Linked DNA regions of Xenopus laevis: region 1 is linked to region 2. Evidence: chromatin contacts called from public Hi-C data. All regions are on one chromosome and are shown on one strand. The core of a region is the stretch at or near the end of the contact, and the rest is flanking DNA. Distances in the headings are between cores, read along the strand shown.

Region 1 (4,393 bases), core at 395-2,894, 43 kb after region 2:
AATATTAATGCCCAGTGTCGGACTGGGATGCCAGGGTCCCACCAGAAAACCTTAGACCGTGGGGCCCACTTTCCAAATTATTATTCCTCCTTTCCTCACTCAAATTCTTTATTCTCCTAGTCTTTTATATCTACTTACTATATTCTTCCATTATTAAGCATTTTCCCCATAAAGGAATAGGGAATGACTATGAAATTGGCTAAATGGTTAGAAGCACACCTGACACCTGGGTCCACCGGGAGTTTTCCTGGTATCCCGGTGGGCCAGTTAATGCCCTGGTAATTGGCTATATTAAGCAGGTTGAAAAGTAAAACATCTTCCGGCATTGCATTTAGCCCAAAAGTAGCTTCACTGCACCACATGAGACCTAAAAAATACTGTACATCCTGATACTGGTACAGAGAAATGTCAGGTGACAGTGTAGAATAAGAAGAGCTGTGTGCAAAAGCGCCACATTAAACAGAGTATCCAAATTTCCAGCCCCCAGTTGTCCTTGACCTACTGCCAGCAACTCTTTATAACCATACAGTGAGTGCCACCAAGGGAAAGGCAAAATAGCAAATATTTTATAAAGAAAATTATAAACAAGGCAATGTTAATAATGTTCAAAGGTATTCAGTGTGAGCACTGATCAAACATCTGCCTGAAAAACCATGTGAACAAAGGGATGATGAATAATAAAATGCTGCCAAGCACTAGAGGCAGAAAGTTAAAGGCTCACTAATGAGGGCACAGCTGGGTGCCCAGTGTAATCGCTGCCCATTCAGATTCCTTTGCACACACACACACACATTGGGAGAGTCCCTAGCAGTGATCCCCGGTGACACTTGCGTAAAGGTCATGCACAATAGTGATCAGATCAGCACCGGGACTTGTTGCTAGTCAATTGCACTCACCCAGGGTTTTCACAGCGATCTGCTTGGTGAGAGGAGGTGGCAGGTTGATGCAAACCAGATCCACGTCCTGGTGCAACAAAACGTCGTCGATGCGGTTAGTGTAGAAAGGGACACTCATCTCCTTAGCCAGCTCCTCGGCTTCCTCCTGTGTCCTTCCCCATAGCGCCTTCACCGAGAAGCCCTCGTCCTTCAGCAGCGGAATAATCACCCTCGATGTCAGGCTTGTGCCGAAGACCCCTACCCCGGGCAGCATAGCTGAGCAGAGCCCTGACAGGGAACAGACGGGAGCTGGGTGCTGCAGCCGCGTGCACTATACAGAAAGGAAGTCCTAATACAAATGCAAACCCTTCTTCTTGCTCCCCTCACCTCTCAGAATGGAGGGGCCACATCCCCATCTCTGCCCTCCATGCCCAGCTCATGCCAGGATCCACCACTTCCTCTTGGGAAACTACAACGCAATGTCGGAAAGGATGAAACAAAAAAGAGGCTGGATAAAGCTGCTCCCAATAACACAAGTGCGCGTGTTTGTAGGAAGCTTGGGAGCAGCTCCCGGAATGAAAGAGAGGATGGTGCAGCTCTGGCTCCGTGTTAGCTTTTCTCTGTCATCATCACAGGCGCTTCGTACTGGCAGGGGGAGGAGCCAGCTGCTGTCACCTAATGTGGAGGGGATGTCTTTTCCTGCAACGCCCTCTCTGCTACTTGCAATCCCATTGGCTCCCATTGGCTAGGGTTGTGTTTAACTGTTGCCTTCCTTCCTAGTGACAGTCACTGCTGAGAAGGTGCAGGGAAGCAGTCTGTACATGTTTCCTGTGATGGACCTACAAGCCGCTCAGCCTCACCCTTTTTAAGGCAGGGTGCGCCTTACAGGAAATAGTTATTAGACGACAACTGGGTCTTTCAAGACTTGGCCCTAGTGCATCGTTATATTGTCGGGCCACCAACACATATTCTCAATAAGATATAGGGGTTGTGCACCTTTTGATTAACTTTTAGTATCTTATAGAATCGCCATTTCTAAGCAACTTTTCAATTGGCCTTCATTATTTTTTTTTATACTTTATAAAAAAAAATATATATATATATATATATATATATATGTGGGTGATATCCAGGGCCGGACTGGTGCAGTTGGGGCCCACCGGGTTCTGAACCACGGGGGCCCCGTGCGCATTAGCAAAAGCCGGTGCGATGTGTGCATGCGCGAAAGGCAGATGCACCGCGCGCATTGGCGAACAACCGGCCCACCGCGTGCATGCGCTACCGGGACGCACACTTTGCCGCAGAAATGTTATATTCTCCGGGGGCCAATCTAGGACCGGTCTGGGCCGGCAGAAAATAACCCCAAAAAGTGCATTATATTGACATCACCCTCCCCCAGGGCCAGACTGACAATCAGTGGGTTCGGGCAAATGCCAGAGGGGCTGCTATAAGGTGCCATAGAAAGTCAGTATTTAGTGGGCTGTTTGGGCCTTTATGTGGGCTGATTGGGCCTCTGTGTACCTGAAATGCCAGGGCGTATTTTAATTCTCAGTCCGGGCCTGCCCTCCCCCCCCATAAAATATCAAAAACACACAATGCCCCAAACATCTGCTATGGGCCACTTTGTAATCCTAGGTAGCTAATGACTACAGCTAACTGCAGACTAGAGTAAGTGCTGCCACCAAATGCAAGTGAGGAAGACAAGTTACTCAAAACCACACTTAGACTAGCCAGCCAAGAACTTTGACTTTTTCTACAGCTTCACTTAGAAACAGAGCAAAAATTACAGTACAGGTATAGAATCCGTTATCTGGAAACCCGTTATGCAGAGAGCTCTGAACTACAGGACAGCAATCTCCCATAGACTCCATTTTATCTAAATAATCCAACTTTTTAAAAATGATTTTTTTTCTGTAGCACAGTCAGGCCCGATTTGTGGCAAGGCCACGAAGGCCCAGCCGTAGGGCGGCAAAATTTTAGGGGGGGCATGCCGCCCAGCTGCATTACGAATGCGGTGTACCCCATTGCTATGGCGCATGAGCGGACAGCAGGTGCTAGGACCGCAAGGCCTTGCACAGTTTCTCTGTGTTCACAGTACCAAGTACTTGATCCAAACTGAAATATAATTAATAATTATTGTAAGCAAAACTATTGGGTTTATACAATGTGTAAATGATTTTCTAGTAGACTTACATTTTTAAGATTCAAATGACGGAAAGATCCTTTATACAGAAAGCGTTCTGGTTAACAGGTCCCATAACTATTTTGCTTTAATTCTGTCTATATAGCTAACGACCATGTCATGCGTTAACTGAATGGTATATTTGGACTCACTGGCATAACTATAGAGGAAGCAGAGCCCGCAACTTCACAGGGGGCCCGGGGAAAAGGGGGCCCCGGGTTGCAGGGTCTATTTCCTCTACGGTGTTGAAATCCCCCTCCCGCCATTTTCTTTTCCTTTAAATTGACGCGCTCCTTGCACCTCAACATGCGTGAAAGCAGCAAGCACGAGGGGGGGGTGCATACGGGATTCCCTACGCACTCCAGGCACACTGTTGTTATGCCCCTGCTTGGACTATAACCCCCCAGAATGTATACAACAGTTAGTGTCTAATGTATTAAGTGGCCTATTCAAGAATTTTATAAAAGTGAAATAGATACTGTATCAGTAAATATTGTCCTTTTACATCTTTTTTTAACCCTGAATCACCATTTTATGATATTCTCTGTGCTCCCCCAGAGATCATGTGACCAGAAATAATGCAACTCTAACTATAATAGGAAAATTTGTTTGAGTAAAATAAAAAACTTTGTTTATTAATTGGCTCATGTGACATAACATGTATGCGTGCCCTCAATTTGTTTGTGTGCAGGGTGAATTGTATGATCCCGGGGGTGACCCTTATTAGTTCTTAAAATGGAAATTTTCTATTTAGGATAACCCAATGACACACACTTCTAAAAAGGTAATTTTTCATTAAAATGGTTTATTTAGATGAAACAGGGTTTAACATATGAACTGTAATGTAATATATTTTTATAGGTATATACTGTACGTTGTTCAGGGGTATAGTTTTCCTTTACGGGCATCAATAATTTACAAAGGTGTGCGTAGGCTGTTGGCTTCCATAACTAACCGACAAATTGTATATTCACCCAGGGTATTATTATAATTAACCAGAAATGTCCCATATTTTATGCAATAGTTATGCATGCTACAGACTGCAGAATACATTATGGTTCAGCGCAGGGGCGCTCCGCCAAAGGGACAAGCTCAGCTGCTCGCCTCAGGCGACAGCGCCAGAGAGGATTCCAGGGGCGGCAAAAACCCGCTCCTGCACCTTTCAGAGCCGAATTTCAGTTTTTGCACTATTGCGAGAGAGCGCAATTGCGCTCTCCGCAATAGTGTTCCTGCCTCCCGACAGGTAAGCCAGCGAGGGGGGGCTGCATTGCAGGAGCCGCCTCAGGCGGTTCCTTCGGCAGAAACGGCGCTGGGTTCAGGATGGGATTTTTATATT
Region 2 (4,346 bases), core at 463-2,962:
TGATATGGACAGAGAAGGATTTGTTTCTTTCTGGAAACAGCAATGAATCCAAGATAAATGCATTGCGTCACAAAGCTGCATCATTCACCCTGGCACAAGTTTGTTTTTAAGTGCCTTAAAATCCATATTCTAAGTTCAAGCGATTTCTAAGCTAACAATACAAAGACATTCTGCTTCTGCGCATTGCTTCGCTAATTAAATAGGCAGGACTCAGTTCAGGTTCTTCAGTCATTATCACAATATTCTGCCATTCACCAATCTGATTAGATTTTTTAATGGTGTCAACTACGCATAAAGCATACAGACAGTCATCGAATGTGGCAGCCATGGTCAGCGGCCTACCATCCCATGTTCTCCTGTCATCCTGGTCTTGAAATGCCTGGCGCACGGCCTGTACCAATTTAATAGTTCCTCTAAGATATGGGGATGGAATGTCACTAAATGCCTTTTCGGGTAAAAGAGAGTTGCTGACAGGGGTTGAGTCTTTTAAAAGCAGTTCACGGTCAGAGGAGCTGTTTCTTTGTCCATAAAGGTCTATCCCTGTTACAATGAGTCGACCAGCTGAGCCTACAACAATGACATCTTGCTTGAACTCGCCGGGGACATTGAAGTTAAGAGTGACAGTGCAGCACACTCCTCCTTCTAGCACCATTTGAAATGTACAAAAATCATCGCTGGTAATCTGACGTATACCTTTTATATGATCTGTCTGCTTCACAAAGGTCTTCAGGAGTCCGTGAACTTTCACAGCTTTTTGACTGGTTAAGAAAGTCAGCAAGTCAATGATGTAGCTCCCTACGGAGTGCAGACCACCTCCACCCATGAGATCATCACAACTCCAGTTGTACTTCTTTCCCAGAAGACTTCCACTGTGGACCTGAACCTCACACACTTGAAGGTCGCCTACATAGCCTTCCTGTATTAGCTGCTTCATCTTCACAAAAGCAGGAAGAAACCGTAAGACATTTCCCATGATGCTCATCAGCTTGGGGTAGTAGTGTGCAGCTGACATCATTCTAAAAGCATCCAATGGGGTAGCTGTTCGGTCACAAATAACATTTTTCCCAATGCCTAAAAGACAGAAAAGGAGAAATAATCTTAAAAAAAATTCAACATATGCAAACTGTCCTGCAGATAAAAATGGTAGTTATTGTCCCTTATACGACAAGCTAAGGTGAGAAGTTCTCCAATTTCATATCATTATAAGAAAGGGTAAATTAACCTTCAGTATGACAAAGGCAGCAAAGTTAGAATGTAATTACAGAAGTGGGTCCGAAAAGAAAGATACACAGAAAAATTAATAAATGCATGGGACCTATTATCCCAAATGCTCGGGACCTGGGGTTTTCCGGATAAGGAATCTTTTCGTAAATTAAATCTCTATACATTACGTCTACTTAAAATTCATTTAAACATTTAATAAACCCAATAGGATTATTTTTCCACTAATAAGGATTCATAACATCTTAGTTTGGATCAAGTACAAGGTACTGTTTTATTTTTTTACTGAAATCAGTTTTAAACATTTTAATTTAAAATGGAGTCTATGGGAGACAGCCATACCATGATACAGGTTTCCGGATGCTGGATCCCATACCTATACTAACAATTAAATAGCACAGTGACCCCAGCAACCAGAGAGCATATCAATGTGATGTTACCGTTCCCTTGTGAGTGTTATTACAGCATATGGTGCATGGCTGGTTTATTATTTTAGCCCCATCTATGGCTCTACTGCACCTACAGCTTCATTACCCTGTGTGTGTGTACAAGCCTTTGTTGTTTTATACGGTTCAGAGGAAAAGCAACCATTTCCTTTCGTTTGATATCAGGCAGCAAACAATAAACATTTTGTGAAGGATTCAAATTAGAACCACAATGTTTTCCGCTGGTATTAAACAATTCTAATGAGAAGAAATTCCTCAGCTCATGTCCACAGAGACTGAATATCTCAATAATGCTGCTGTCATAAGCTCACAATGGGCAATGAATAACTAAATGCATTTGGGATTTGGCTGAAACATCATCATCATTTATTTCAGACCTCACCAACCAACTGGCAGTCTGTGGATGCTGGGAAATTCCAGAGGGGTTGCCGTAAGACGCCACAGATTGTCACTATTTATTGTGCCTATGGTAGGTTGTTTGGGCAAAAGTTCTCTTGAACTACTATGGCCTATTTTTGAATCCCAGGCTGAACCTGCTATCCATACACCAATCACAAAAGGGAACATAGCATTGCAGTGTGGGCCTCATATATATGCTGATGGCATCATAGGCTGACTGAATTTTCAAGTCAGCACATTAACATTCTGTAGATCTCAGCTGAGAAACCAATTGTTTTTTGCTCCCATGTGTGGTTTTTCTTGCACAGTTAAGGGGGCTCTGTCTGGCCCACCAAGAGGAATCTGTGTTCCTCCGTCCTTTTTAGTACTGTAGTGGACTTCAGATTGGAGAAGCATTTGGGTGTGATGAGAACCAGTACTTGGTATATATTAGTGTGCACAAGAAAGTATAATATTGACTTGCACATGGTGTCATACAAGGCCAGTTTAGTGGAATTAGCATGTTGCCAGCTGGCATATGCCATGAGAACCAGTAGCAGGTACACATGATACCATACAGGCCAGTCTTGCACTTACTCCCTTAGAGAGTTTTAATTTTCAAGACAAAAAGGCACAGCATGTGCAGTGCATTCATCATATAAAGATTGTTAAGGCTTCACAGAATGTGAATATTATACATCAAGGGGTTATGTAATAAAAGGCAAATAGAAGAGGCCAGTCCTATGCTCAATTTTATCTGATTCATTAAGAATTCTATTGCTTCATTATACATTTTACAAAGGGACTAAGTTTTACCTGCAACTTACTAGCTGCTTTCAAACTTGGCTGGTTATGTAATAAAAGGCACTAAGTTTGCCCAGATGCAGTAACCGAAAACAACAAGCTACTAGTTGCGGATCTCTACGTGTATGGCCACCTTAAGGTTTCATGTAGCTAAACAAGGCTCTCTGCTGGTGGGAGAGATAAGGGCAATTCTAACACATAAACATCTAACACTAAAAACAATTGCAATCCAAAGTTTTCCACTAAGTAACTTTAAGGATTTAAACCTATATAAACATACAAAATAATCCCACTCTTATTCTTAACGGAAGACATGGTCAATGGAGTGTAAAACCTAGGTGCAGTATTACAATGGAGGAAAGTTTGTAGGTAAAAATGTGCTTGTTGTGTACCACTTTACTATGATGTAAGTTTTAAATACACAATGTTATATTAGCAAGTTGTAACATGAAGTTTGTATAAAAAAAAATCACAGTATTTATGTGCTTATCACCCAGACATTCCAAGACATTCACAGAGTTTCAGCAATGTCAGTTCCCAGAAGCAGCCTCCTTAGAGACAAACCAGGTGCAGTAGCTGGATGAATAGATATTTGGCTGACACCAAACAATGCAAAAACCCCTGTGAGAACCTTGTGGTCATAAAAAATAAACTGAATGAGAAAGTATTAGTACAAAAGGTGTCACTAAAAATGATCTGTTCTGTAAACGCATTTTGCTCAGAGATCCTGGAGCTCAAGGTTGCATAAGATCCTCTGTTGGTCAAACTGCAGAAGTAAAGAAGCTGCAGCTGTGCAAGCACCTTGCTTTTACCCTTTACCCGAGGGGGGGGGGTGAAAAGGGGGATTTAGAGTATGGGAGAAGTGAAGAGTGCCTGCAACCCCACCAATTAAAATCACAGGGGGTGCCATATGCTAGGACAGGTATGGGATTTATTATCTAGAATCATCATGATTTATTTATATAGCGCCACGTTACGCAGTGTTTTACATTAGATGATGAACAGGTAACAAACAGTAAATAACAAAACAAAGAGTACAATATGATTAGAGGGCCATACTTGCAAGAGTTTACAAACTAAAGGGTTAGGGTACAATTGAGATATAGGGATTTTAGAAACAAATTTCTGATTTATAATATGACTGCTTAATTAAGATACATTGAATAAGCTTCCCTAAACAGGTGGGTCTTTAGGCAGCATTTGAAAGTTTGGAAAGAAGGAACAAGTCTGATGGCTCGAGGCAGATAGTTCCAGAGAAAAGCAGAAGCCAGAGTGAGGTCTTGCAGATGAGAATGGGCTGAAGTGATGAGAGGAGAGGTGAAGGTCAGAAGCAGAGCGAAGGTTGTGTGAAGGAGCGTATTTGGAGATCAAGGATGAAATGTAGAGAGGGGCTTCATTGTTAAGGGCTTTGAATATGAGTGTTAATAGTTTGAATTTGATTTTAGAGGAGATTGGGAGCCAGTGAAGGGATATGCATATGGGAGTAGCTAATGTTGA

The links. Hi-C and Micro-C count contacts between places; a contact is called where the count stands out from the background.
Region 1: a contact with region 2 is called in a Hi-C map of the XTC cell line, with 2.5 times the contacts expected there. The contact joins the promoter of LOC108719140 here to the enhancer-like site in region 2. A contact is called at or near these places in 2 of 4 Hi-C or Micro-C datasets (the XL177 cell line and the XTC cell line).

The regions. Positions count from the first base shown.
Region 1 is chr6L:97,142,180-97,146,572 of Xenopus_laevis_v10.1, forward strand. It overlaps LOC108719140 (glucose-fructose oxidoreductase domain-containing protein 1), which reads right to left and starts at 1,645. Exons shown (of 2, transcript XM_018267801.2): 1 at 897-1,645. The coding sequence starts at 1,149.
Region 2 is chr6L:97,098,864-97,103,209 of Xenopus_laevis_v10.1, forward strand. It overlaps LOC108719140 (glucose-fructose oxidoreductase domain-containing protein 1), which reads right to left. Exons shown (of 2, transcript XM_018267801.2): 2 at 1-1,071. The coding sequence ends at 152. Among protein-coding and RNA genes, the nearest start is that of LOC108719140, 43 kb to the right of the region's middle. Within about 2 kb of position 1,713, at least 1 of the 7 cell types and tissues checked has an H3K27ac peak or open chromatin away from gene starts, as enhancers often do.